2 separate regions of the Sus scrofa genome follow, and region 1 is linked to region 2. A link is a contact called in public HiChIP or PLAC-seq data. All regions are on one chromosome and are shown on one strand. The core of a region is the stretch at or near the end of the contact, and the rest is flanking DNA. Distances in the headings are between cores, read along the strand shown. Region 1 holds the start of FOLR1 (folate receptor 1). Region 2 holds the start of ANAPC15 (anaphase-promoting complex subunit 15).

Region 1 (4,047 bases), core at 314-2,813, 56 kb after region 2:
TGAGGATTAGTGAGGCTGAGCATCTTTTCAAGGGCCGTCTGCATGTTTCCTTTAAAGAAACGTCTGTTGAGGTCTTTTGCTCATTTTTCAGGCTGGTTGTTTGTTTTGTTCATGTGAAACTGTATGAGCTCTTTCTATATTTTGGATATTAATTTCTTATCAGTCATATCATTTGCAAATATCTTCTCCCATTCAGTAGGATGTCCTTTTATTTTATTGAAATGAAACCTTCCCTGTGCAAAAGCTTTTAAGTTTAGCTCCGATTTGTTTATTCTTGATTTTTTTTTTCTTTCGCTTTAGGTGACAGATTCAAAACAATATTGCTGTGACTTACGTCACAGAGTATTAAGCCTGTGTTTTCCTCTTAAGAGTTTCATGGTTTCTGGTCTTACATTTAGGTCTTTCATCCATTTTGAGTTTTTTTTTTTTTTCTTTCTTTAGGGCTGTACCTGTGGCATACGGAAGTTTTCAGGCTAGGGGTCGAATCTGAGCTGCAGCTGCCAGCCTAGACTGCAGTTCACAGCAACACTAGATCCTTTTTTTTTTTGTCTTTTTGCCTTTCCTAGGGCCGCTCCCGCGGCACATGGAGGTTCCCAGGCTAGGGGTTGAATCGGAGCTGCATCCGCTGGCCTACACCAGAGCCACAGCAACGAGGGGTCTGAGCCACGTCTGCGACCCACACCACAGCTCACGGCAACACTGGATCCTTAACCCACTGAGCAAGGCCAGGGCTCAAACCTGCAACCTCATGGTTCCTAGTTGGATTCGTTAACCCCTGAGCCACGACAGCAACTCCCAACACCAGATCCTTAACTCACTGAGCAAGGCCAGGGATTGAACCTGCGTCCTCATGCATACTAGTTGAGTTCATTACTCCTGAGCCACAACAGGAATTCCTTGAGTTTCTTTTCATATATTGTGTTAGACAATGTTCCAATTTCATTCTTTTACATGCAGCTGTCCAATTTTCCCAGCACTACTTATTGAGGAGGCTGTGTTTTTTTTTGTTTGTTTTTGTTTGTTTTCCTTCTCAGGGCCGCACCTGCAGCATATGGAGGTTCCCAGGGTAGGGGTCCAATGGGAGCTCTTGCTGCCAGCCTACACCACAGCCACAACAATGGAGGATCCAAGCCACATCTGCGACCTACACCACAGCTCGTGACAAATGCCGGATCCTTAACCCACTGAGCGAGGCCAGGGATCCAACCTGCAACCTCTTGGTTCCTAGTCGGACTGGTTTCCGCTGCGCTGTGACTTGACTTGACCGGAGAGACTGTTTTTTCTACAGCGTCTCCTCCTGCCTCTCTTTTGTTGTGGTGTAATTGACCAGAAATGCACACACCTTCCTTCTCTCACTTAACAATACACTTGGAAAGTTTTGCATTTTCATTTATCAAGGGCCTTCTCATTCTTTTTCACCAGGTTAAATCTCATGGGGTGTAGGACTATATTTCTTTAACTGGCCTGAAACTGAAAGACAAGCTGTTTCCTAGACAAAGACGCGGCCTGCCCTGACAGAGGCCGGGTCAGGATGACTTAGAAAAGGGTGTGACGAGTCAGGGAGACACTGCTTCCGAGTGGGCCTCCAGGTGGGCCTCCAGGAGGGCCGAGGCAGAGGTAAGGGCAGGACCGGGAGGAAAGGTGCGGATGGGAGGTAGGAGGTGAGAAGCAAGGTAGGGCTCCCCTGGTCTCCGGGGATCCTGCTTTCTCTGCGGACTCTGGCTCTGGTGCCCCCACCCCCACAGCTCGGGCTCAGTTTCTCCTCCATGTGACCCTGACCCCCCGGCCTCCGCTTTGTCTAGGCCTGGCTCTGCCCTGGGAACTTCCCAAGACCCCTCCGTGGGGGTGGGAAGATGCAGGGGCTGGGGGCTGCCCCTGGGGATCTGCGCTCTCACGGGCTTTCCACATACCCCTCCCCCTCCTCCAGGCTCCCCTGGCATGTGGTCCAGGACCTTAAGCAAGAACCCAATGGCTGAATGGCCTTCACATCGCCCCCCCCCCCCAACCCCCGCCCCGTCAGCTTCCCTGTCTGCCTCACCAGCCAGTCTCTGGGTACCTAAACCTAAGCTGCCTTGGGCTGGCGGGAGGGCTGAGGAAGCAGAAGCAGAGGCCGGCCAGCGCCCCTCCTCTCAGTCTGCAACCCCATCAGCAGCTCAGCAGAGGTCAGCCGGTGGTTCCTCTTTTTTTTTTGCTATGGAACTTCTACAGCTAGGAGTTGAATCGGAGCTACAGCCACCAGCCTACACCACTGCCACGGCAACGCCAGATCCAAGCCGCATCTATGACCTGCACCACAGCTCAGGGCAACGCCAGATCCTTAACCCACGGAGCGAGGCCAGGGATCACACCCGCATCCTCATGGATACTAGTGTGGTTTGTTAACCACTGAGTCACGAAGGGAACTCCCTCTGTGGTTCCTCTTATGCAGGAGCCTCTGCCTGTGGGTGAAGCACTGGCTGGCGAACTCCGGAAGGGGAGGTCCGGAGAGGTGGTGCCTCCCCCCGCAGCAAAGCTCAGACTGCACTGTCCTCAGGTGGCAGTGGTGTCCTACCACTTGGCACAGACCTCCACGGGCCCTTCATCGCTTGGCTCCACTGTGCTGTGGGGTAAGCGGCGCGGGGAGGGACGACGATCTGGGCTTGGAAGGGAAACAGGAAATCTGGCCAAGAAGCTTACGGCAGCTTTCTGGCAGAAGTGGATCAACATGGCCTGGCGGCTGACGCTCTTCGTGCTCCTGGGTTTGGTGGCTGCTGTGGGGGGCGCCCGGGCCAAGTCGGACATGCTCAATGTCTGCATGGATGCCAAGCACCACAAGCCAAAGCCAAGCCCGGAGGACAAGCTGCACGACCAGGTGAGGAGGGAGAAGGGCCTGGGGTTGGGGAGGGGGCTGGCCCCCAAAAGGGAAGAAGGCAGGGGGTTGGAAAGAGCAGCTTTGGGGGTGATGGAGGCAGGAGGGTGGCTGAGGTGATCTTGGTGGCCCTCTCCCAGGAGGCCACCACGGCGACACTAACGCGGGGACTATTGATCAAGCACCCACTACGGGCCAAGTGTTTTCCTCCCATCTTGTTGGTAAATATGCCCAAAGCGCTTGACAAATGAGGACACTGGCCAGAGAGTGCACAGGGACACGTGGGAACAGAGGCTGGGGATAGGCAGGCGCCAGGAGAGGGGCTGGTGGCACCTTTCCCAACTTTCATGCTGTGCCAGTCCACGGAGCTCAAAGTCCAGGTAGAAGAAGAGGCAGGTCCCTCACGGTCATGATGCAACAAGTATCTACCCACAGGCCAGGTCCCCACCCCCATCAGGTTCTGAAGAGTCAGTGACACGTCAGACAGGCTGCGAGGACCTCCAAGGAGGGCCACTGGCCTGGGCCATGGAGGCTGAGTAAGAGTTTTCCAGGAAGACAAAGCAGGAAAAGGCAGCCTGGCAGAGGACAGCAGGTCCTCGGACGAGGGGTGACAGCACGAGCAGTGGCAAGTCTAGTGTGGCCAGAGCCAAGGATGCTGCTACCATGGAGAAGGGGAGGAGAAGCCTGGGTTCCCGTTTCATAGGGAGGGCCCCTGAAGCAGCCAGGGAATCTGGGCTTCAAGTCGAACCCCAGGCTCATCAGAAATGAGGCTCTTTCATTCTCTCTGGTCCCCTCGTCTGCTCCGCACCAGTCTTTACATTGCCGGGGGGCCGGGGTATGCCCAGGGCAATGCTGTGTGGCACAGGCTGCCTCCAGGGGCTCCAAGCCAAGAGAGGGAAGTCCAGCAGCCCTTGACCTCTGAGTCATTTCCCACAGTTCATTTGTTCTGGGGGTGTGTGTGTGTGTATGTGTTAAAATAACTATAACATAAAATTCACCATGTAAGCATTTCTAAGTGTACCGTTTGTGCCATTAGGCAGATGCACACTGCCATGCAAACATCACCTCCATCCATTTCTAGAACATTTTCATCTTCCAAAACGGAAAGTCTGTACCCACCGCTTCATTTTTAGAACGTTTTAAGTTCTAAGGGGGGCTTTAAAGAACCCTCCACAGCACTTCTTTGCCAAGAGATGGTG
Region 2 (4,273 bases), core at 254-2,753:
GTAATGGATAAATAAGTAGGTGGAAGATCAAACGGATAAACTAGCATCTGAGCGAGAGAACAAGTAAATTCAGCTCAGATTAAGCAGCTGGGAGGGCTGACCAGGAAGGTCCCAGAGAATCTGAATTAGAACCTTTCAGCTCACAGGAAAACTTAGGCCCAGTGACAGGCCAACAACCAGCTTTAGGTCCCAGTGATTTGGGGCATAGAACTTTTTGGGGAGATCCAGGCCGGACACTAGACATGACCAGGAGAAAAGGACCTACGTCTAATTCTGCTTTTGCCCTAAGTTATTTGACTGATCCGGGGCCAGCCGCTGCCCCTCCGTGGACCTCGGCTGCCCGGCCCCTTTAACACGGCCCACGGAACCCACGCTCCCGTTCCTCAGGTACCAAAGGGCCAGAGAGCTCGGCTCCTTAAACCCAAACCCTCGCCGCCAAACTACCAGCCATTCTTTGTTTGTTATGATAATAACCGCGGAGTTGACCAACAGGGAGAAGACAGGGGCGGGATTCGACCAGGTATTTGCACCTATAGGGTTAATCACTAAATTGAAGAAACCCCGTGACCTGGAAGAACTGTTGAGTGACAGGAAGTGACACCAATGAGTGGCGGATCGGTGTGACGGGGTGGGGCTTAACCGCGAGAAAGCGGCCAATGAGCTGGAGCTCTTTAATGTTAACGGGAGTGTGAACAGCGAGCTCCTGAGGAGGTGGGTGCGGTGAACAGAGTTTCTCTGGAGGAGGGAGGAAAGAAGGGGTAAGGAGACAGCAGCCGCAGCCTTCCTTCTGTACTTACCGCGCCGGGAGGCGGCAGCCGGCGGCAACCCGGAAGCACTTCTCTTTGCCAGAGCGGAAGAACCCGCCAGAACTCGGGACACACCGCACGCATGCGTCTTTGGTCTTCTTTTGTTTTCTCTCTCCCGCCCACCAGACGGGAAGTGACGCTCACACGTTAGTCACGTGTTGGGCCGACCTTTGGCGAGCCGCTGCATGGCCCCGCCTTCAGCCTCAGCCAATCGGCTTCTTCGTCTCGGCCCCGCCCCGTCTGGCTTCAGGCGGTATTTGCAATGCAAAACTTCATGAAAAACAGCTGGCGGCCTCCAGCGTTAGGAATGGCACATTTTCCGGCTGCGTCCCAAGAAATTTAGTCCGCTTCTACCCCGGAGTCGCTAAGTGGTTTTATCCCCCACCTGTCTAGCTGCTCTCGCCCTCAGTTTCCTGTTGGGCGCATACATTCATACACGTATGCCTTCACCAGAAATACTTGAGTCCCTATTATATTCAATATTCCAGGCCCTCCTGGAAGCTGGAGATAAATCTAGGAACATGGTCTCTTCCCTCAAAGACCTCTGCAGTTAGTCTGTAGTCTGCAGCCCTGTAGTGGACTCACCATTCCCTTAAGATTGCCTGTCCAAGGAGTTCCCATTATGGCTCAGTGGAAGTGAACCCAGCTAGTATCCATGAGGATTCGCGTTGGATCCCTGCCCTCGCTCAGTGGGTGAAGGATCTGGTGTTACTGTGAGCTGTGGTGAGCTGGGATCCTGCATTGCTGTGGCTGTGCTGTAGGCTGGCATTGGTAGCTCCCATCTTACCCCTAGCCTGGGAACTTTGCTCTGCATCAGTGGCCCTAAAAAGCAAAAACAAAAGATTGCCTGTCCAGTTCTGCATTGGAGATTTTGTAAGGGACTGAGTGATTACTCAATCTTAGGGTCAGCATTCTGCTACTGAGACATTCAGCTGCCCTCTCCAGGCCTGGGCCAAATATGTTTAGTGGTCAGCCCTGGCACATCACTCCCACCTTCTGTTCTGTAGAGACTTCTGACTCAGCTTCCCAGTGAGCATGCCCTTCAGACCTGCTGATGCCTTCAAGCAGCAAAGTCCTTCAAATCTAACCCTTGTTAAATTCCATCACCCCCAAGACTCTGTCTCTTTTTTTTTTTTGCCTTTTGTCTTTTTAGGGCCACACCCACGGCATATGGAGCTTCCCAGGCTAGGGGTCTAATCGGAGCTGTAGCCACCGGCCTACGCCAGAGCCACAGTAACGCCAGATCCAAGCCGCTTCTGCGACCTACACTACAGTTCATGGCAACGCCAGATCCTTAACCCACTGAGCGAGGTCAGGGATCAAACCCGCAACCTTATGGTTCCTAGTCGGATTCGTTTCCGCTGCGCCACGACGGGAACTCCCAGAGTCTTTCCAGTTCCACAGTTCCACTCTTCCCCCAACCTGCTGGGTGACCCTTCATAAGCTCTGTCGCCTTATCAGGACTCAGTTTCCTCTTCAACCAGCGTCATCATCTCTGCCCAGCCTTCAGACTAATGTGAAGATTTGAGATAACACGTGTTAAGAGGTAGTGTACTGTGCATGTCAGCTGTCACTGTTGCTGAGCAGCTCTGGTTGTTACAGCTTTTTCATTAAGAGTAAAACTTGCCTGTTGCAAGTGTCCACAATTTCATTCATTCATTTCATTCATTCAACCCATACCTGCTGAATACCTTACTGTATGCCTGCCGCTACTCTAATAAAGTGTACACAATAGTGAACAAAACAAACCAAAAAACTCCTCACAGTACTTCCATTTCAATGAGAGAGAGAGAAGACAGGAAATTAAAATATATAGTTTTAAGACGGCAGTAAATACTAAGGAGGAAAAGAATCAGGGAAGTGGGAATAAAATATTGGCAGGAAAGATGTTTTATTTTATTTTGGGGGGGGCCAAGGAAGACCTTACTGGGAAGGTGACTTTGAGTAAAAGATTGGAAGAAAAAAAGAGGGGCACTGTTCTGATACTCTGGGAAGAGCCTCAGAAAACAGCAAGTGCAAAAGGCCTAGAATGGCTAGACCATAGCGTTCTACGGGGAGAGTGGGAAAAGAAGGGGGCAGAGACAGGAGCCAGACAGGTTTGCAGATCAAAATAAGGACCTTGGCCTTTACCCGATGTCGAGGATCTTGTGAAGGGTGGTGGTGTTTGTTTGTTTGTTTTTTAGAGCCACACCTGAGGCATATGGAGGTTCCCAGGGTACAGGTTGAATCAGAGCTGTGGCTGCTGGCCTACACCACAGCCACAGCCACATCAGATCCTACACTGCAGCTTGCAGCAATGCCGGATCCTTAACCCGCTGTGCGAGGCCAGGGATCAAACCCTTTGTCCTCATGGATGCTAGTCGACTCATCAGGTTCTTTCTTTCTTTCTTTTTTTTTTTTTTTTTTTTTTTAAGGGCCATACCTGTGGCATATGGAGGTCTCCAGGCTAGGGGTCAGATCAGAGCTACAGCTGCCGGCCTGTGCCACAGCCACAGCCATGCCAGATCCAAGCCGAATCTGTGACCTACACCACAGCTCACAGCAACGCCAGATCCTTAACCCACTGAGCGAGGCCAGGGATCGAACCTGCAACCTCATGGTTCCCAGTCAGATTCGTTTCCACTCTGCCACCACGACGGGAACTCCCTAGCTGGGTTCTTAACCTGCTGAGCCACAGTGGGAACGCCCTGTGAAGGGTTCTGAGCAGAGGAGCCACACAATCTGATTTACATTTTAGCAGAGTTACTCTGGCAGTTTTATGAAGAAAACTTGAGCGGGGACAGCGGTGGGAGCAGGGAGATCAGTTGGAAAGACAGAGGAGGTGCTGGTTCAGTGGGTGGGTGAGTTTGCGAATTCCGTGAGAGTAAGGATGTTGGGAACAGAAAGGCATATAGGTCTGAAGGTCAAGGGAGAGATCAAGCCTGGAAATGCTGATGCGGGAGTCAGCATACAGTGTTTAAAGCCATGAGACTGGATGAGACACCAGAGGAGTGAGCATCGAAGGAAAGCCATTTCCTTCAACAATCAGAATTTGGAGCTCCCATCATGGCTCACCAAAAACAAACTCGACGAGCATCCATGAGGACATGGGTTCGATCCCTGGCCTCGCTCGGTGGGTTAAGGATCTGGCATTGCTGTGGCTGTGGTGTAGGCCGGCAGCTCCCGCTCTGATTCACCTCCTAGCCTGGGACCTTCCATACGCCATGGGTGTGGCCCTCCAAAGACAAAAACCAAAAACAACCCCCCAAAAATCAGAGGAAACTAGGGAGAGGGGCAAACTAGACTGGGAAGGAGGACCAAAAAGATGAGCATGAACCCAGGTCAGCTGAGTTGTGTCCTGGAAGCCAAGTGTGGAAGCGGAATGGGGAGTTCTCTCGTGGGGCAGGGGTTAAGGATCTGGCATTGTTCATGCGGCGGCTCGGGTCACTGCTGTTGCCGTTTGGTCCTTGGCCCAGGAACCTCCCTAG

The links. HiChIP or PLAC-seq counts read pairs in DNA pulled down with a chosen protein or histone mark.
Region 1: an H3K27ac HiChIP or PLAC-seq map of alveolar macrophages shows a contact between it and region 2. The contact joins the promoter of FOLR1 here to the promoter of ANAPC15 in region 2. A contact is called at or near these places in 1 of 5 promoter capture datasets (liver), 10 of 47 Hi-C or Micro-C datasets (alveolar macrophages, blood, embryonic fibroblasts and 4 more) and 2 of 2 datasets of contacts at active chromatin or transcription factors (alveolar macrophages and skeletal muscle).

What each region holds. Positions count from the first base shown.
Region 1 is chr9:6,744,514-6,748,560 of Sscrofa11.1, forward strand. FOLR1 (folate receptor 1) reads left to right here and starts at 1,564. Exons shown (of 5, transcript NM_213830.1): 1 at 1,564-1,617; 2 at 2,429-2,851. The coding sequence starts at 2,705.
Region 2 is chr9:6,688,410-6,692,682 of Sscrofa11.1, forward strand. ANAPC15 (anaphase-promoting complex subunit 15) reads right to left here and starts at 1,504. Exons shown (of 5, transcript XM_013999278.2): 1 at 798-1,504. The coding sequence starts at 890.